Regions from separate parts of the Danio rerio genome. Here all the other regions are linked to region 1. The links are chromatin contacts, called in public Hi-C and Micro-C maps. All regions are on one chromosome and are shown on one strand. Each heading gives the region's core, a stretch centred on a gene start, on an enhancer-like site or on the middle of the called end of the contact. The rest is flanking DNA. Distances are from core to core; before and after follow the strand shown.

Evidence for each region. Hi-C and Micro-C count contacts between places; a contact is called where the count stands out from the background.
Region 2: a Micro-C map of caudal fin shows a contact between it and region 1, with 5 times the contacts expected there. The contact joins the promoter of apol here to the promoter of rpl3 in region 1. A contact is called at or near these places in 2 of 18 Hi-C or Micro-C datasets (caudal fin and fibroblasts) and 1 of 4 datasets of contacts at active chromatin or transcription factors (caudal fin).
Region 3: a Hi-C map of hematopoietic stem cells shows a contact between it and region 1, with 2.4 times the contacts expected there. The contact joins the promoter of sult3st1 here to the promoter of rpl3 in region 1. A contact is called at or near these places in 4 of 18 Hi-C or Micro-C datasets (caudal fin, embryo, hematopoietic stem cells and 1 more) and 1 of 4 datasets of contacts at active chromatin or transcription factors (caudal fin).

The regions. Positions count from the first base shown.
Region 1 is chr3:28,618,043-28,622,301 of GRCz12tu, reverse strand. It overlaps rpl3 (ribosomal protein L3), which reads left to right and starts at 2,729. Exons shown (of 9, transcript NM_001001590.1): 1 at 2,729-2,812; 2 at 3,944-4,136. The coding sequence starts at 2,810. slc25a39 (solute carrier family 25 member 39) reads left to right here. Exons shown (of 12, transcript NM_200486.1): 12 at 307-1,259. The coding sequence ends at 425.
Region 2 is chr3:28,434,503-28,438,810 of GRCz12tu, reverse strand. It overlaps apol (apolipoprotein L), which reads left to right and starts at 2,185. Exons shown (of 5, transcript XM_001339206.10): 1 at 2,185-2,486. The coding sequence starts at 2,476. LOC101886115 reads right to left here and starts at 3,180. Exons shown (of 5, transcript XR_012401033.1): 1 at 3,149-3,180.
Region 3 is chr3:28,417,796-28,421,647 of GRCz12tu, reverse strand. sult3st1 (sulfotransferase family 3, cytosolic sulfotransferase 1) reads left to right here and starts at 2,563. Exons shown (of 7, transcript XM_682056.9): 1 at 2,563-2,985. It overlaps LOC798736, which reads right to left. Exons shown (of 3, transcript XM_021473977.3): 2 at 3,639-3,852; 3 at 1,284-2,641. The coding sequence ends at 2,544.

The DNA.
Region 1 (4,259 bases), core at 1,480-3,979:
CCGGCCCTCCAGGAACAAGTTTGGTGACCCCTGTTATATACTCTAAGTTAATTAATAATCGTCATTGTAGTAGTAGTAGTAGTAGTCGTCATCTTCAAAGTCGCCGTTGTAGTACTAGTAGTCATTGTCATAGTCATCATCATAGTAGTATTCGTAATAGTCGTCATCATACTACTAGTTGTTGTAGTAGTAGTAGTAGTCATAAAAGTCGTCGTAAATAACTCACTACAGTTTAAATCTTTTTTTTTTTTATCAATGAAACAATATTATATACACTCAGTTAATTAATTAATTTTTTTTTTATAGGTTTTCTTCCAAGAGTGATCAAAGTAGCTCCAGCATGTGCAGTCATGATCAGCACTTACGAGTTTGGGAAGACATTCTTTCAAGAGCGTAATCTGCATCAGGCGAGGTGTGGACTTTGAGCTGGGCAAAAGGATCTGCGGTTTGTCCAAAAACTAGGCCGAGGAAACTGAGTGGGACTCCTTGTCAAACTACTGCAAACACTGTTGGTGAAGAGTCTCCAAAATCTTAAGTTGTTGGGTGAAGTGCCCACTGACTGGCACAAAGACATAAAAGCTGTGAGAGTTGACTTAATACGTTTGATGCATCTGAGATCACGGACTTTAGTTATGATGCATCAAGTAAACACACAGTTTTCCTCCAAACCCTGTGATGCCTTGGGGAACAAAACCAAAGCATGCTGGCAGAATCACTACCTCCCCACTCAACGAAATGGCTGCCGGTTGGACATGAAGATGTTGTATCTGCAGTGCATGGGTTCCCTTTTACTAAAGACTCAGCTCTGCCCTCTGCTGTTCAAGATGAAGAAAACCCAGGAGGAATGCATCAGCTACTACTTCAGCAGGGGATTCAGAGTACATTTCATTCAAAAATCAGATATTTAATTGTTCCTTTTTGTGTTTGTTATTTGATTCTTTTAAATTGGAGTCTTTGTCCTTTGTGGGGACATTAGACTCTGAAAGTCACTAGAACTTTTTTTTTAAGTTTTGTTTGGTGCATTGAGAATGTAAAACACTTTATTATTAATAATAATAATTTTATTATTATAATTATTATTATTGTTATTTTGTGGCAAGGGATGTGCTAATGAATGGATCTCTTGTCTTTAACTATACATGTTCACTGCATTTAGTTCAGATTAAGCGATACCTACCTACTGATGTAAAACACACTGCTGACTTGAAATGACTAGACAGTTCTCATGTTTTGTCTAATAAAATATATATAAAAAGTCCTTTCTTAGTTTATTGTTAATGCTGTGGAGTTATAGGTTTTTATTTTTTATTTAACTTTATTAGTTAGTGAAAAATATTAGTGTTAGTGAAATACATTCTCAGAGTGTATTTATTATTACTTCTACATTTTACTAAATCATCAATAAAATAAAAAGTTGTTTATTAATTAATCGATATGCCAAATGCAAATCAGCATATTAGAAAGCTTTCTGATGGGTTTTGTGACACTAAAGACCAGAGTAGCTTGTTGAATTCAGCTTTTGGCATCCTAAAAAAATAAATCACATTTTTACCCACATTTACACTGATGCATTATTTTAAATGGTAAAAATATATCTCAGTAACAGGCTGCTTGCTTTGCTGTGCTTCTGATAACAAAAGGTATTTAATGGTACATAACACGTAGCAACACAAGAGAGTATTTTCTTTTTTTATTTGAGTGGTTGAGTAGCTTATGAACAGTAAAATAATAGAGATTGAATGTGCCTGAAGAAATATTTATTATGCCTGAGACTGTGCTTGCTGAATGTTTATAATAATTATTACATGAAAATCAGTAGAAGTAAAAAAAAAAGTTGTTGTTAGAGAGAGAGAGAGAGAGCACCTAAAAATTAATTCAGTCATCAATTACTCACCCTTTACATGTTTCAAACCTTTGAGTTATTTGCTTCTATTAAACCCAAACGAAGAAATTTTTTCAATGAAATTTAAAGGCCAGTAACTATTGACTTCTATAATATTTTCAGGCATACAATCGGTCTAAAAAAATAATTTTTAATACCTGAGGCTGTGCTTGTTGAAAGTTCTAAGTCAAAGCCAGCTTTATTGTCAATTCAGCCATATGTACAGGACATATAAAGAATCGAAATTACGTTACTCAGAAGTTTCTGATACATATAACAAAAATCAGTAGAAGTAAATAAAAGTTGTAATTAAATGGATAGTTCATCCCAAAAAAATTTAATTCAGTTATCAATTACTCCCCCTTTACCGGTTTCAAATGTTTTGTGAGTTATTCGCTTCTTTTGAACACAAAAGATATTTTGAACAGAGTTGGAAACCTGTAACCATTGAATCACATGGTATTTGATTTTACTACCATGGATGTCAGTTTTACAGGTTTTTCAGTGTTCTTGGAATTATCTTGTTTCGTGTTCAACAGAATAAATAAACTCCTAAAAAAGTGATATCATGTGGTTGAGTAAATAGTTTTAAGTGAGCAATCCCTTTAACTCCCCTTCATGTGTTACTGATTCTGCTTGCAAACTGTTTTAGATAGTCACGTACACCGTCCGATAATGATAGTAATAAACATCAAGATTAAAATAATTTAAAAACTATTGAGATTTTTTACACACTTTCAACATACTTCAGCCACGTGTGGAGTCCAATTCATTACTACTCTCCCATAGAGGGCGACGCCGCCACTGGAGGATCATAACGTCTGTGCGAAAGACACAAGTTGTGACGCATACACGTCGAACGTGCTTCCAGCTTTATAAGGAAGCGCCGCATTCCTTTCGCCCTCTTTTAATCGGACAGGAGACGAAATGGTGAGTGTGCGGCTTTTACTTACAACCCGATCAAAATCAAACGCATCGTACTTTTTACAGATACATCCCAGTTTGTGTTGTATTTATTAAAGCCAGATAAGCGTTTTATTATGTTTATTGCAGGTTGTAAGAGGGTTTTACGCATGGCGCACGGGTTTTCGGCTGTATGAGGAAATGGCAACATTCTTGTCTAAATTAGGCTTAAAAACAAGTATACACGACTGAAGGTTTTGTTAATCTCAAAACTGAAATCTAAGATTGTTACTTAAATAATAAAGAATTTTTTTTGTAAGTGTTTGTAATGGCCACGGTCTCCACACGTTGTGCGGCAGCCGGCGAGTCAGGCCTCGGTTTTATTAGCCAGAAGTTAAAGTAACCGTGTCTTTTATATATGTATTTTTGTATTTAACGTTCTCATGGTAATTTTAAAGTCATATATGCGATACAGTTTTGTGTACAATGGTTTTTTTTTTCTGAGTGAAGTTGTGAATTGCAATAACGGTAAATAAGGTTTTTTAAGTTAAGGAATGTTTTGAGTTTTAACGTTAGTTCAATTTGTTAAATATATATTTGCAGTAAAATCTCAAAATAAACTTAACAGAAATTAACTCTATTGAAACCTTACAAGAATTTATGCTTTCCAAATCGACAAACCACAGAGTTACAGGGTCAGAAAATGTTAAATTTGTGAGTTTTTAAATGTTATTTAAATGAGGAAATTAAACGTGTTATAGGCGATTAAAAAACGTTACAACATACTTTGTAAAAATTCTGCTAATTGCACAACCCAAAATAATGCTAAAGGATGGGTCTGCGCACTATAGAAGAAACAATTAATTTTAGTTGACTTAATGCATTCATGAGGATAAAGCTATGCAGTTATGGAGATGACACCATTATGGATGTGAAGAATGTGAAATTGGCACTTTTGCTTTATTTTGGTAAAACAAATATAAATATTTTAAAACATTAACAAATATTGAGTTTTTTTTCTTTTACTACGTACTGTAAAATACATGCTTGCAAAAACTTTTTTACATGTTTTTTTTTTTTTGGCAAGGTTAACATTTGCATGCATCTCATTCACTCCTTTGTGAAGCATTATAATTTATTTACATTTCCCTCTTTTAGTCTCACCGTAAATTTTCGGCCCCACGCCACGGCTCTCTGGGTTTCCTGCCCCGCAAGAGGTGCAAACGCCATCGTGGCAAGGTGAAGAGTTTTCCCAAAGATGATCCCAGCAAGCCTGTTCACCTGACTGCTTTCCTTGGCTACAAGGCTGGCATGACCCACATAGTCCGTGAGGTCGACAGACCTGGCTCAAGTGAGTGACCCCTTCAGTTCTTGCATGCTGAAATTTTATGTCTGCCATTGATGATACTCTCGACGGGCGGACATATTTGGGCCATGAGCCCTTGCTGAATGTCGAGTACTGAGAGCAGTTGCA
Region 2 (4,308 bases), core at 936-3,435, 180 kb after region 1:
GTCTGGATTTAAATGGCCCTATTGTTGGAGCACATCTAAACATTTCTGGAAGTTGATTCCAGCAGCAGGAGGAGTATACTGAAGGCGGATTCACCCTGCTTTGAACTCTTGGAATTTCTAACTTACTTGATCCTAATGATCTGAGTGTTCTGGTAGTTTTGTATTCAGTGAGCATATCTGTAATGTATTGAGGCCCTAGACCATTTATTGATTTATAAACAAGTAATTATATTTTAAAATCTATTCTGAATGTAACTCAGAGCCAGTGTAAAGACCCGAGGACAGGTGTAATGTGGTATGATTTTCTAATTCTGGTTAGAATTCTGGCCACAGTGTTCTGGATGAGCTACAACTCTCTGACTGTTTTTTTTGGGAAGGCCGGTGAGGAGTTTGTTACAGTAATTCACCCTGCTGCTGATAAAACCATGAACAAGTTTCTCTATAGTCCTCACTGGAAACAAAGCATCTAATTCTTGCAATACTGCAAAGAAACCATAGGTCTGGCGATCATACTATCAGTGCTCATTTGTAGGGGAGGCTTGTGTGTTGTTGATTTAAAAAAAAAATTGGTTTATCTAACCCCATTACTTTGTTCATTATTTGGCCAAAACAAAAAGTGTAACTTTGTCCCCACTCTCCCCTATAGAACAAAAACAACAAAAGTTTTAGATGTTACTCCACTCTTACATTTTTAGCTAGGAATTCACTTGGGGCAAAATGGTTTAAACTAGGCATGGGCCAGTATGAGTTTCTGACTGTATAAATATCATGGTTTTACAGTGTCACAGTATTATGATTACTGCTCTAAAATATATTATTTTTAAATGTCTGGGTAACCAACAACAACTTTCCCTCTATTGAAAACAATATATTTTATTTCAGGAAACATTTGGAACAGTAATAATGTCAGGCTAAATATTTAAAATAAATAATTGACTTCTGCTGTCTTCATTAGTTTCAAAAACACAGATTTCTTTACAAAACATACCCCTTACAAATACCTTAGAAATGATATAACAGAACATTTTAGCGGTTTTAAAACCTTGACTTTTGCAAATCACTGTAAACCTTGAAACTGGTTATCATCCCATGCCTAGTTGAAACCACATTATTTGCAGGACATATATGGCATCTTTAATCCTTTCCCTAACTAAACAAATAACAAGCAGTGAATCCCAAATGGCATACTGTATAGCCTATCACTCTCTTAAAAGAGTGAAAACAATCATCCAAACTGCACTGGTCAAAACTGGCCACTTTGAAGTGCTCTCAGAATGAAAGATTTCAAGGGCACAAGTGATGGATACTTCAGGCCTCCATGAATGCAGAAAAGTTGTTTGGTGTCAAACATTGTGTTCTATTCAGAAAGGCTCATTCCTATGCACTATCCTTTCATCCTAACCTTTTAAAGCTGGGTAAAGCCTTCAAATGCGAAGATTAGGCCAAAGGGATGAGCCCCTCTGAATAGAATACAGTGTAGTTGGAGAAACTCGAAAGATCTTTTCTCGTACAGTTGTTCAATGGTGACCTCATGTGGACACTGCGCATACCTTAAGAAAACAAATTAAATATATTTGCAATATGCAATTTTTTATGTGTTATACATATGATTTTAAGTAAACTGGGCTATTGCTGTTATTTTTATTGTTATTAATATTATTTTACTTTTCATTTGAAAAAGGCAATCCTGTTAACAAAGTGTGTCGGGATCTAAAAAGATGGGTACCCTCTCATTGAACAGCATAATTATTCAAGAGTAAAGTAATCATTCATTCATTAGTCCCTTTATTAATTTGGGGTCGCCACAGCGGAATTAACCGTCAATTTAGCATATGTTTTGCGCAGCGGATGCCCTTCTAGCCGCAATCCATCACTGGGAAAAAGTATGTAAAAATATCAAATTGTGCACAAAATTTCATGGCTGGTTGCTTACACCGCAATATGGACATTTATAATGTTTGTACTTTTTTTAACATTTATATCTCATATGGAACTATTTAAAAGTATTTAATATTTACATAATTTATCTTTGCATAGCATCAGTGAGCGTTTAAAACCAAGCCACACTTTTCACGAGAATGAATTTTTTTAAAAAAAATCTGAAAACATATTTCCCAAAACCAGGACATCCCTAACTGCATGAGGTTCAACGCCCTCTTATGGACTGAACAAACGCATGACGCTAAAAGCCATGTGAGCACAGGAATGTCTGACGGAGTCATCAGCAGCACAGCCATACAATGCGCCTTTATATTGTCTTTGGCTGATGGCGACTGATAACATTCAACGTGGAACTATTTTTCGTGAGAGAAGCAAGTTGGGATTTGATTGACGCAGAATTCTTGGTTACAGGCGGAGCAACTGAAATGGAGAAAAGAAACCGAAACCTAAGTCTCCTCCATTATAAACAAAAGATTTACCTGTAGTTTTCTTTACTCAGTCTAGCAGGTTTACATCGGCATAGCAGGCTGTACGATGGACAGCAGGTGAGTAGCCTGTTATTTTATATAAGTAATATTTTAGATCGAAGTTGTTTGTTTGCTGCCATATGTTAAAGTTACTTAAATGTAATTTATCTGTCAACAATTGGGCTAAATTTTTGAGTTTGTTTTCCTGTTAAACAAACACGAAGATAATATGACATTGTTGTTGGGTAAATTCAGCCATTAACTTTAACTGTATTTTTGGTTAATATGGATGTCAATAGCTGTTTTTTTCCAACATTCTTCAGATTCTCTTTTAATGTGTTGAACAGAAGAAATAAATTCTTAAAGGTTGATTGTTTATGAGTAAATTGTGTGGAAATGTACATTTTGAGTGAACAATCCCTTAACTTAGATAAGTCATTTCAGAGTGAAATCCTTGAGTTCGTTTATAACCAGATGAAGGAGCTTAACTTTTGTCCATCAGATGAGATAAGTTATATAACAAAACAACAACAACAGCAACACAGAAAGCAGAAAAACTAGATAGAAGTAAAGTTGGTTTTATATTCGCACATTCCGACCTCTGCGTTCAATAAGTTTGTTAATCAGCAAGTAAAGAATCCAAATTCAATTATTTACCGTTGTAGTCGATTATGAGCAAAATGTACGCCACACTTTTCTGTCAAACTCAGCGTTTTAAAGGAGTAGAAAAACACGCTTACCTCTATGAAGGAGGTGACGTCATCGCTTTTTTGAGGGACCGTCTACAAACTATCAGTTTGTAAAATCAAGCTGCCAACGTTCACTGTCTATAGTAAGCCTACTACTTAATCTTAATAAAATCATCTGCAAACAATATATCACAGACATGTTTATGTATACATTATATTAAAACAATTTAAAAACATAAAACCTTTAGAATAGACTTAGTAATTTAGAATAGTATATTAGTATAGAATAGTAATTTTATACACTGATTTTTGAGTTATGATTAATGTATATACACTTTACACAAGTATACATGTTCATGTGTAATATGAATAACTATATATGTTTTTTCCCCTCTTCTTTTTCCTAATTATTTACAGATTGTACGCAAGCAAAAGATGGCCAGATTGAGACTTGTGAACTTCACCACTGGCTCCCTCCTTTAAAATGTTACTCTGCTGAAGTACATGTGAATAAAAAAATATTTTCAAGACAGCAAATAACAGTGTCATGAAATGAGTTCGGCTCATGTGGACGAAAAGAGTCCAAAATGAGAATCTATGCATTTGGGGATTTACAATGCTATTATTCACTTTGGAATGTTTTTTTTTTTTACTTGCATGTATTTGCACAATATTTTTATACATAATTGCCACATATTACATAGTAATGTAATAAGTTGTACTTTCATTACATATTAAGTGAGATTCTTGCCAATGTTTGTTTCATGTCCCATGTGTCAATATAGAGCTGCACTAGGAAGACCAGCAGACCTTTTGTAATTTGTGTTTGTAATCAATGTAATTGCATGATAAAATGATGAAATGGGAGATGTAATGGATTTATTCTTAAATTATCATTGTGTATGAAGTGTGCTTTTTAAATAAACTTGTTTTGAAATGCAAGAAAAATACTATAAAAATATGCTTATAAATATTCTTATAAATTCATATACAAGATATATTTATGAAAAGCTACTTGTGAGTGATAGATAATATAATTATTGATTTCTGATGTTAATTTGTTGATGTTACAATGGTTGGACTTAAAGAAATTAAGACATCTACATCCACAATGAACACTACAGAAAATATGCACACAAATATTAATATAAATTATTTTACAACATATATTTATGAAAATGTACTTGTGAGTGATAGATAATATAATTATT
Region 3 (3,852 bases), core at 1,314-3,813, 200 kb after region 1:
CTATAGCAATTTAGACTCTACTCTTATTTGACATCACAGACAGAAAGTGACATCATTCAGCTCTCTTCACCAGCATGGTGCAAAAGAAGGCAAGATATATTTTCAATTATTTACATTTTTTATGTTTATTATAGTTATGAAGGGAACGGTCAAGCTTAACAATTCAACCCCGTAACGTAAAACTAAGATGGAATATGGTTGTTTTTTATTTTTAAACAATATGACATATTCTTGTTTAATTGCTGCCATGTGGGCCTTCTCTTTGTAACCACACGAGTAGCAGAGGTCATTTTGTTTTAAAAATTCAACCCCATCACACTCAACCCCGTTACACATGTCATTGTTTTGGGGTTGTAAACTTGTAACAGGATTGAGATATTCACCTAATTTATCAAGAATTTTAATTAAAAAAAAAACATTTCAGTAAATATATTCTTATTATAACTTTTTTTGTCACTGGTAAAATATTTGAAGCAGTGTTTTCACTTAAACTTTGACGCAATTTTATGTCAGACATGGCACCCTTATCAGCTGCAGATTTTATTTTGAATGTGTCACGAGTTTCATCATCAGTTAATGAAAAGCTAAAAAATCAGAACATGTAAAGTTAAGAAATTTTTTTTTAATTATGTGATTAGTTTGTTTATCTCTATGTCCTGTGAAAATTACCCAGCTTTAGAGAGGGGGTCATTAAGGGCATAATTCATATTAATATTATAGAGGGTTAAGCTATCAAAAGGTTTAGGAATCCCTGGTTGAATCCCCTGGTGGTCTTCTGCTGCTGTAGTCCATCTGCCTCAAGGTTGGACGTGTTGTGCGTTCAGAGATACTTTTCTGCAGACCTCGGTTGTAACGAGTGGTTATTTGAGTTACTGTTGCCTTTCTATCAGCTGCAACCAGTCTGGCTATTCTCCTCTGATATCAACTAGACATTTGTGCCCTCAGAACTGCCGCTCACTATATAATTTTTTCCCCTAGAGATTGTTGTGCATGAAAATCCCAGTAGATCAGCAGTTTCTGAAATACTTAGACCAGCCCATCTGGCTATATAATTTTATTTTATTATTATTATTATTATTATTATTAAGAATTTTCATTAACAATTTCATTAAGAAGAACTTTTTTGCTGCAGTTTTTATTTATGTTCCAGGTAATAATGTTTTAGACATGGCTACCTGTTGCTACTGTTTACTGTAGGTTCTGTTAAGCAATATATTTGGTAACATAAGCCTTTATCAGCATTTTTAAAGGTTACTAAGGGTCCAGTTTCCTGCAACAGTTTATTTTTTTTTTATTTTGACTGTAGTTTGGTTTAATGAAGTTTAATTTCATCCCAGTGTGATTAATGCCTTTGCTAAATGTTTTACTAAAGTAAATAAGTGTTTTTGTTAAGTCTTAGATGTAATTTCAAATTAGTTATTAAATTTTTTTTTAATTAAACTGTCCCCTCAAACCTGTTACAATCTTCAACCTCGTCACTGTATTCTCAACCCTGTGAAATTAATATTATTTTTTGGAAAATAAAATAAGGAAAACAATTAAATATAGAAAAAAATTCTTGCTGAGTACCAACCACCATGATAGGGCCTAACATTATGTGGTTTTGTGTAAGACATTCATTCATTCATTTTCTTTTCAGCTTAGTCACTTTATTATCTGGGGTTGGCACAGCGGAATGAACTGCCAACTTATCCAGCACACTTTTACGCAGCGGATGCCCTTCCAGCTGCAATCCATCTCTGGGAAACATCCACACACACACTCATTCACACACTCTCAAACACGATGGAAAATTTAGCCTACCCAATTCACCTGTACCACATTTCTTTGGACTGTGGGGAAACCAGAGCGCCCGGAGGAAACCCACGTGAAAATGCAAACTCCACACAGAAACGCCAACTAACCCCTTCTTGCTGTGAGGTGACAGTTGGGTAAGACATCTAAATTTAAAACTTTTTTAAAAAAATTAAGGGACCAAAGAATGCATAAATTGTATAATTGTAACTTAAATCAAATTTAAATCTAAAACTTAAAAATGGTATATTTTAGCCATTACATTTATTTGACATATGAGCAATAGGTAAATGTGGGTTTTTATAGCAAAAGCTTTGTAAAATACTATTATTAACAATTCAGTTTTGTCCGTTACGAGGTTGAGAATAAAGGGTGTCCAAATAAGAATAAAACAGAAAATAAAGGCTTTAATGCCTGAGCTGGGAAAACATGATTTTTAAAAAAATTTATTTAAATTGTGCCTAATTATGTAGGTTATTTATTAAAATATAATCAATACACTTTTAAAAATTAAGTTTGCTCAAGCTGAAATATTATCGAATGGCAGGAATGACCCACAAATCATTAATCATCGGATCAATGTACCAACAATAAACGCGTGTCGCTCACAAAATAATATAACGTTAGTTTTGTTGTCAAGTTAACGCTGTGTTAACTGTATCAGTTACATATTTGAAGTAATGACGGCCTCTGGCGGTGAGTTGTGAAAGTTGCAAGAGTACTTTTTCAATCTTTTCCTTTTCCAGCTTTCACTGTTGTTTGCAGCTCAGAAGAGAGTTACTTCCGCCTTCATCGAGAGGAATCTTGTTGCTCTGATTGTCCCCAGCCCATCCTTTCTGCTCCACACCTGAAAAAAAACAAACAAGCGAAAATAATGATAATGCACTTGCAGGAATTAGCTGCATATTTTTTGTGACAACATTGACAACAGTTCTCCAAATATTTGCTGGTCTGGCCTGTTGAAAAGTATTATGGCTACGTTAAAAAAGCAACTAAACTAACTACGCCAGACTTGTTGATTTGCAGCTTAAATATCTTTAACTCGTAGTAAAAGACAGCAAAAACTGGGCGATAATCTAACTTAAATACAACAACCCTGCTTAGGCTAATACTGTAAGTTTTGCAGTGATAGTTACCTGGAGGAGCAGGAAAGACTGAAAACGACGTCGAGGTGTTTTTGCCCCCACACACGTGAGTAACACTGGCATGTTTAATATTTCAAGGTTTGATAACCGCGGTATGATACGCTCTTGTTATAGTATTTTGAATGTCAATATTTGTTTGTCACAACTTTTAGTTTAAAAAAACTCTCCAAAATAAAGTCTAAACAACTAGTCTAATTTCATTAAGCTGATTGTTCTGAGCTAAAGTTTCTTAAATTAACTTTAGTCCCAGGCTTAAACTGCTGTTTAGGTGGTGAAGGGGTAAAAAGCTTTTGAAATGAACTGAAAAATTAGCCAAACTCTAAAACCATGACAGGTGAAAGTTTAACGTTAATATCATTAAGCCAGTCAGACCTGCTGGTTTAGTTTTTTTTTTTTAAATTATTATTATTTTCTCCACAGGGTGGTTGAAAATTCTGTCATGACATTTAAGAAAAACAATGTTTTGTGTTTTTGTTTTTTGACTGTAAAAGTTTAGTAAAAAATGTATTAACGTGTGTACCTATATTTTTAACTTGAACATCATGTTTGGCCTATAGATAGTATAGCAACATACTTAAAAAAATAAAAATAAAACCATGATACATTTTGGGAAAGTTAATTGACTTTTTTTCACATTTTATTTCAAAATTAGCAAGAATGTCAATTTTTTCTGACCCATAAAGACATATATTATCTTACCATCCAGTGTCTGTTGTTCCATTCTCCTCCTTGACCTTCTTAACTCCTTTGCCTTCAGTGCTTCTCGTACTTTCTGTAGGTTCTCTTCCTTCAACTTTCGCTCTTCCTCCAGTTTTCTCTCCTCTTCTTTCTCCATTTCTTTAACCTTTTCCAACACATTTTTACTTGAGATCATTGTCTCTCCATTGGTCTCCATCATTTTCGTGATCTTAGC